2 separate regions of the Gossypium hirsutum genome follow, and region 1 is linked to region 2. The links are chromatin contacts, called in public Hi-C maps. All regions are on one chromosome and are shown on one strand. Each heading gives the region's core, a stretch centred on a gene start, on an enhancer-like site or on the middle of the called end of the contact. The rest is flanking DNA. Distances are from core to core; before and after follow the strand shown.

Evidence for each region. Hi-C and Micro-C count contacts between places; a contact is called where the count stands out from the background.
Region 1: a Hi-C map of callus shows a contact between it and region 2, with 2.5 times the contacts expected there. The contact joins the promoter of LOC107957355 here to the enhancer-like site in region 2. A contact is called at or near these places in 6 of 34 Hi-C or Micro-C datasets (callus, cotyledon and leaf).

Annotation. Positions count from the first base shown.
Region 1 is chrA05:45,001,885-45,005,910 of Gossypium_hirsutum_v2.1, reverse strand. It overlaps LOC107957355 (phosphate transporter PHO1 homolog 3), which reads right to left and starts at 2,049. Exons shown (of 8, transcript XM_016892865.2): 1 at 1,461-2,049; 2 at 1,045-1,378; 3 at 716-966. The coding sequence starts at 2,049.
Region 2 is chrA05:44,806,417-44,810,403 of Gossypium_hirsutum_v2.1, reverse strand. No RefSeq gene overlaps it. Among protein-coding and RNA genes, the nearest start is that of LOC107957354, 5.6 kb to the right of the region's middle. Within about 2 kb of position 2,268, at least 4 of the 9 cell types and tissues checked have an H3K27ac peak or open chromatin away from gene starts, as enhancers often do. A contact at or near this core is called in cotyledon and leaf, where this site is marked.

The DNA.
Region 1 (4,026 bases), core at 800-3,299, 200 kb before region 2:
TCTTCTGACACACTAATGACACCACTTAATTTTTCAGTCAATTATTAGTTTATAATGATCCTTTTTAAAAAAAAATTATTGGTATTGTTATTGTCTCATATAATACTAATATATATATTTTTTAAAATACTTATATTTTCGTGTACATATACCATAAAATATATATATATATTTTTGTAAATGAGTGTTTAAAAAATATCTCACTTATTTTTGAGACTGTCAATTACTTCTCTTTTGAGATTATACACTATCATTTACATACATGGTGATTTTTGACATACACTTTTTTTCAATTTAACAGGACAAGAGATAAGTGGGGGGATAACACTCCCTTTCCTGCTTTAAAAGACTTGCTAAGATCTATTAGTGAGAAGTTTCTTTTTTATCTTTAGCTGTTTGTTTTCGTAGTAGACTTCTTTTTTCTTTTTCTTTTTTTACTTCAAAAGGTGTTTTCTAATAAATTTTTATTTAATTTTTTTCGTGAAAAAACAAATATTTTAAAAGATATATTTTTATGCTGTCTACGTAGTAGCGGCATTAATAAAAAAAATTGTAATGATTTACTGAAAAATTGAAAGGTGCTGTGCTGCAAGTGTGTTATGCAACACAAAATTTTTGTAAATAATTTTCTCCCATCCCATTTTTATAATTAATTAATTTTTTATATTATTTTTATTAAGAAAAAAGCCACTTTCAACAACAACAGAAATCTTACCAGTTGAAAAAGTTACCCTATGCCTGTCTCTTTTGGCTTTGGGTCTTAAGATATTCATCCCTTTAGTACGATTGGCATTGGAAAAATGCTTGATGAATGTAGCTTCAACTCTCTCCATCAGCTTTGTAATATCATCAGAGCTACCAAGGTTGGAGTTATCCACCATTTTCATGTAAGATCTCGATGCACTTCTCGATGTGATCTTATCATACTTCTTCATGATTTTGGAGAATGCCAAGGTATTCAAAAAGCTGTTGAGTTCCAGGAAAAACAAAAACTGAGTAATAAGACCTAACGATGAAATAAATTAAGCCTGGCCAGTTATGTACCTGTAACTTTTAAGCAGGCGAAGCTTTTGGTAAAATTCAACGAAAGCCCGCTTGAGTTGATCTTCAACTTTTCTTAGATTTTCCCTACTGAAACTCATCTCCGCCTGTTTTGGAACCTGCAGAACACCTTTAATGGTGGAACGAGGAGTTTCGAGAGTGTTGTTCATCTTCACCCGATCTAGTACTTCTAGCGGTGCGGGCTTCACCCCCTTGATTTTGGGTTTCGGCGGTTTTGGCTCCTGAACTGGAGTTTCCATCTCTTTCTCATCATCTTTATCATCTTCAGTTTGTCCATGGATGCTTTCTTCAATGGCTTCCAAGTGAGCAGCTCTTTCTGCACATCAAACAGGTTGAAGTTCAATTAATTATTTTTACGATAATTCTCGATATAAATATAATTGTAAGTTGCAACTTACTGCTCTTTGATCTACCCCCAGATGGAGTAGTAGGAACCGACAGTGATGCAGTGGAAACAGCAATGTCGGAAGCAAGACGAGTCATCTCGACGGACCTATCGAAATTCACCGGGGGATTCTCAACTTTGATCCTAAAAGCAATCAAAGCATCCATTTGTTTGTTCAAAACATTTGCTTCTTTCATCACTTCCTCCACCTTATCCTTATAAAATTTGTTCACTTTGTTCAGCTCATCATCAAGCCTTCTAAAGTAAACCAGCTCATACTCTCCCCCCTCATCCGACGACATAAGGAACGTGGTTTCGTAACTTTCAGAACCGTTCCGTTCGACGGAGTTTACCAGAATGGGTTGGCTTTCGATATCGGGTGATGCAGAAGAAGGGCTGGTGGGGTTGTGGTGGTTCTTCTGCGTTAGCCCACTGAAAGCTCTATAAAGTGTAAGTTTTCGTTTTAAACCAGTAGACGGTGGCTTCGTCCTATGCTTGAAACGTTGGATTTCTTTTAAAAGAGTCTTCAAGTATTCATAATCCATGTACGCATTTTGCCATTCCGGCACCATCTGCGACGCGAATTCCTTCCCGAACTTCATCTTCCCCTTGTCAATACAGATAAAACACTGTAATGCTAACAGCTTTTGTAAGCCTCTTAAAAACCCCCAGAGCAAGTTGAGTTAAGAATTAAAGGGCCAATTTGATGAGGGGAGCAGGGTCCATTAGGTGTAAAGCTTAAATAATATGGTAATTGTGGGAAGGGAAACGAAAGGGATGGGTCGAAAATATCCAATATATTGGAGGAAAAGGTGTGAATACCTTTTACCCATGCATGTTTTTGAGTGGTAGTGTGAGCCATAGTAATACTTATAAAAGCAACAAAGCTGTCAGATATCAGAAGAATGCAAGTCCGACGCGGAAGTTGAAATAAAAACACCACTTGCAAGAAGCCACGCCAAACATAGAATACTCTAAAATCACATATTTGTATGTATTAGTTATATATTTATTTTGAGTACTATCCTACTAGTTTAAGCTATTTATAGTTTTATTTTTTAGAGACTAAATTAGAGGTAAAAAGAAATTTAAGTGAAAAAATCACGAATTTAAAGATAAAATGGGCCAACATGCAACATAAGGAAAAAGGTGGTGCAAAAAATGCAAGCATGGACAACATAAGAGCTAAAGTGCAAAAGAAGAAATTTTATCACAAGACTCTATTTTAATTCCAATTATATTAGGATAATTATTAAGGATTATTAGTTAGATTTTTAGAATTTATTTTTATTTATCTTTATTTATATTTAATTATTTGTATTTATTTTTTAGAATTTAAGTAGGACTAGACTATCTTTTCTAAATAGGGGATGGAGTAACACAAGTTTCACATCCTTTTTTTTCTGTAAATACTCTCTCCCCATCAAGTTTAGTCTCTTTTTTTCCCAAAAAAATTACGAGCCACTAAATCTATTTAGCCGAATATTGTCAAAATTCCCCAAAAAAGGTTCTTGAGGCTTAGAACCCGTACTTAGCCTTCTCAACGAATATTCATCGCTACTCCGTATTACGGGGATGACGTTTCCATCCATATCCCTTAAAAGATGATCTTTTCAACATGTGCAAAGGTGGCCGCTTTGTATATTTTGAGAAGGTTGTATAGTTGGTTCGTTAGCTTAATGTGTCGAAGGTTTGCAAGCCCAAGAGACAAAATGGCGTAGGATTTGTCATTGAGAAGTGATGATTTAACATAAGATAATCCCACAGAAGCGATTGTTGGCTAGAGTCAAGTTTTGCTAAAATTGTAAGTCTAAATTCTTGGAGTTGGTGGTCGTAGGCGTCCTCTTCCAATATAACTGGCTTATTCTATTTCAGAATGATCACCTAAAAGCTGAAGATTGAATCCAAGGCAGATCGAGACAACTGGTGGCTAGAATCTCTTTATAAGAACACAATTTCCTCAACTTTATTTATTTCTATTATTTTTAATTTTCGAAAACTCAATCAAAACTTTTAATTCTATTTTTTTATTTCTTTTTCAGATACGCAAGTTTTCTTAAGTACGATTCTGATCAAGATTCCGAAAAACAATCAATACTTATAAAAGCAACAAAGCTTTCGATATCAGAAGAATGAAAGTGGGATGCGGCAGTTGAAATAAAAACACCACTTGCAAGAAGCCACACCAAGCATTGGTCATTGACACTTTCCCTTGGTATAATTTTCTTAACATTAGTTTTAATGTAAAGCAGTTTGGCGGTGAATTTGTCGAGGAAGTAGGAGTGCGATCGTTGTCCCCTTGTGAGACAATGCTAAGACATTCATCAAATTTATCTCTACATTTCGTTTTATTTGAATTCTATGTCGTGTAAACAGGTGTTTAAAAAAAATGGTGGAATTTGTTTATGGAATCTTGAACTGGTCTTACTCGTCGTTTTGGGAATTTCTTTTTTCAAACCCTGTTGAGAATTTAATTCTCGTCAACAAGAAAAACTAATGTAATTTGGTATAGTATAAGGTCGGCTGGCAATCTCTTGGCCAATGCTCATTCAATTTCTATTTCATATTCCAACAAAGTA
Region 2 (3,987 bases), core at 1,019-3,518:
AAAATTTTGAATAAACTACATAATTTTGTTTAAAATTATATTCAATTATCTAGCTATCAAAAGTTACATCATAGGCATTAAAGTTATCAATTTGTTATATCTAATCGCTTGTCAAAAAACTTCTGTTAAGGGATGACGCCACACACTATTTCAAGAAGCTGTTAATTAATTGAACTCCTGAATTATAATTAAAATATTATTTTGATACTTTTAATAATTTTCTTATCAATAATTCTTTAAAAATTTTAAAAAAATCTAATAAAAAATAATATTTAAAATATATAAATTTATAAAAGTAATTAAAAATTTCTAAAATTCTAAAAATATTATAAAAATTATGAAAATTTTCTAAAATAATAAAAATTAAAAAGTTAATAAAATCATTATTAAACAATCTATTCACAGAAATAAAAAACACATTGTTATTTGATTTATAACCGTCTTTTTTTTTTCTAAATCTACATAATTGGAATTAGGTTTGAGGTCTTTTCTCCCTAGTAAAGGATGAATGTGATTTTTAATTTTAAGATCTATTCGAAAAATAAAAGAATTTGTACAAAAACACTCAAAAATGAATTTAGACAAAAATTAATAGCCGTTTTTGATAATGGTTTAACTTACTTTTTTATTTTATACGTATGCAATTTAACTACTGTTGCTTATAACTTGAGTTCTGATGTATAATTGTTGAAGTAGAATTTTTTAGGTTGCAATGAAATTGAAATGGATTATGAATTTTACTAGTATTTTTCTTTTTTTGTTGTTGAGTATAAACACACGTGGTCTTATCAGTATAATTTTATTTAGACTAGGGTGGTATTTAAGTAAAATTCTTTCAATAATGTTGATTTTAAGATTTGAACTTGGTCTAATACTTGGGGAAGAAGTTCACCTTCACTTCTTCCAACTACTGCTTAATAATTTTTTATAATTTTTATTAATTTTTTAAAAGTAATTTTAGAACTATTGTTAGGAAAAATGTTATGTTAAAAGCATTGAAAAGATATTTTAATTATAGTTGAGTCATTTAATTATTAACCCTTTGATTTATAATACCACATCATCTCTTAGTATAAGTTAACAAACGAGTAATCAAAATGTAACAACTCGAAAACGTTAATGACTATTACATAATATTTGAAAGTTCATTGATTGAAATAAAATTTTAAGCAAAGCTTAGAAATTATTGGTGTAATTTACTTAAAAAAACAAAGTCAGTTGCCAAAATTTTACAAACCAGTCCACACTCTATCCTGAAGTCAAAAAATATTCTGAGATTTGGAGAGTATTATTTGTAACTTTAAATTTAATCATTCTGAACTAAGATCGATCTTGTACAACTATATAATAATAAATGTCATGAGATTAAATTATTATAGGAGAAATTAAATTCTAAAATATGGAGTAACAACACAGGAATCCTAGGTAGATAAAGGAAATAATATATAATATTTTTTTAATAAAAGATATGATACAAAATTTTAATATAAAATATATATATATATATATTTTACAAAACAACAAGTATTATTTTGAGTATGTTAGGCCTAGCATTATGAGTTTGGCAGTTAATTATCTTAACCAATAACATATTATTTTACAAAACAACAAGTATTATTTTAAGAGTATTTTTATTTTTATTTTTATATTTTATATAAAAGTTAGAAAAATAAGTATATAAGGGGTTCAAGCATGCATATTTAAACCTAAAACATTATAAGATTCACTCTCTTAGTTTTATTATTTCAACAAAAGCCATATTTAATTTTTATGTAATTTTTTTTATAATTTTGTTATATAATTGTTTTAAAGATATAAATCTGAAACAATACATGATATTTAAATTTAAAGCACTATGACATTCATTCCCTCAATTTTCCCATTACAACCAATATCATATTTGACTTTTAGGTCAACTTTTAACAAATTTGTTATACAATTATTTTAATTTGCATTGTGGGTGTATCTTAATTTGATATATACAATTTTAAAACTCGTAATCAATATTTACTTTTTTAATAGATTTACAAAATACGAAAAATTAATTATCGAATTTATTTTAACAAATAGATTGAGAAATAAACAAATATGTAAATGAGACAGATAACAATCTCTTTACATTGTTTACGAAGATAAAACAATTTAATAACTAAAAATGAAGTTTTTAGTCAACCTATTCGGATCCTTAGAGCTTTGATAACATGGGACAAGTCGGTAGTCAAAATATTACAACTGGTGCAGCGACAGCAGTCCACCACACTTGGTCTTCGAGTCTAACTTCAACCCCCTCACGCGATAACATAAATTTTATATTCATTAAATTCTAAAATATGGTGTAGTTGAATTCTTAGTCATTTGTGCATATCAAGTCATGGTCAGCTATTAAGTGCTAAATAAAGCCATCTGTTTAATTAATGCATTACGTTGAATTCTCATATAAAAACCAACTATTTATAGCTTCAATTATTTGATATCCTAATTATTTTTTAATATATTTAAAAATAAATCATGTAGATGAAGAAAATTTTTGACCCATTACAAAATACCACGCGTTAAACCAAAATTATTATGGGTCAAAGTCAAAATTATTATGGATAAAAATAATAATATCATATGTCATAATTATTTTTCTTTAATTAATTTAAATTAATTAAAATATAAATAATAAAAATTTATATTATCACTACTTAAAAATAAAATAATTATGTAATAATATTAAATAATTATTTTATATCTAATTAATTAAATTAATAATAAATAAAAGAGTTTAAGTTCTTGTAGAATAATCAAATGAAGAAGTTAAATTCTACTAGAACTCTTTTTTATTCAAATAATTGACACTATAAAAAGGGATAACCCGTTGGCATTCTACATATGCACAAGTTTAAGAAGCACAAAAGGTCTTTACAGAAATCTCTGAAGAAGTCAAAGAACTTGAAGAAATTTTGAAGAACGCCGCACTAATTCTGGAAAAAAGCCACCTCCCAATCCAGTTCAATCATGGAGAGGAAGACAAAAGTCGTTTTTGAAGAAAGTCACCTTTTGATCCAAATAAACTAAACAAAGGCAATCCAACCCCATGCAAGAGCAAGTCTGCACGACACTTGAAGTAATTCATACTCATCTAAGATAAAGTCAAACAACCCTTGAATCAAAACTCAAACCAGATATAAGAATTAGATGAGATTTTTTTTGTATTCCAAAAATTTCTAGAGGCTTCAACTTTTCATTTGAAATTATCAATAATTTTAACTCTAAATTGTCAGATCGACTTTCAACTCAGAATTTGTGTGTATAAATTTCTGTCATGCCCCGAAATATATAGGGTTTGACGAAATGACTAAATAAGAAATAGGCTTCAGACCTAATGGTTAAGTGCTAGCTTCCTTCCCTAGAGAACTTAGGTTTGAGCCCCTCCTTCCCATTTCATTTTCTTTTAATTTCGGCAAGGTAGGGTAAGTTGCCCTTGCCGCCCCTAGGGTTTACAAACCCTAGCTATTTAGTTAGTTTTTCCCATTTGGATTAGTTTGCCTCTTTTCAAATTTTAGTAAAATTCCTCTTCTTCTTCTATTTCTTTTCTTTCTTTTTTATTTTCTTTTTCTTTTCTCTCATACTTGCATCATATTTTAACCTTTGAACTATTGATTATTTTTCTTTCCCAATCAAATCAATCCCCGTTTCTTTGTTTTCTTAAACGGTTTTAAAGTGATTGTCAAATAGCATCTATTACCTTTGCCATGAATTGGTAAGTGCGTTCCTTATCAAGGATTAAATCTTGTATTTCCGTAATATTAATGTACAATGTTAATCTTTAGGTTCGATTAATCAATTTACTTGAAATCTTGCCAAATCTTTTATTAGTCTTGTGAAATTTTGATACCAACCATTAATTCATGAGTAAATGTCATTTGAAGGACCGAATCTAGGTGAATCAGATCAGAATCAAGCGTGACGAATGTCAATCGAACCCGCAGTGAAAAGTGTATT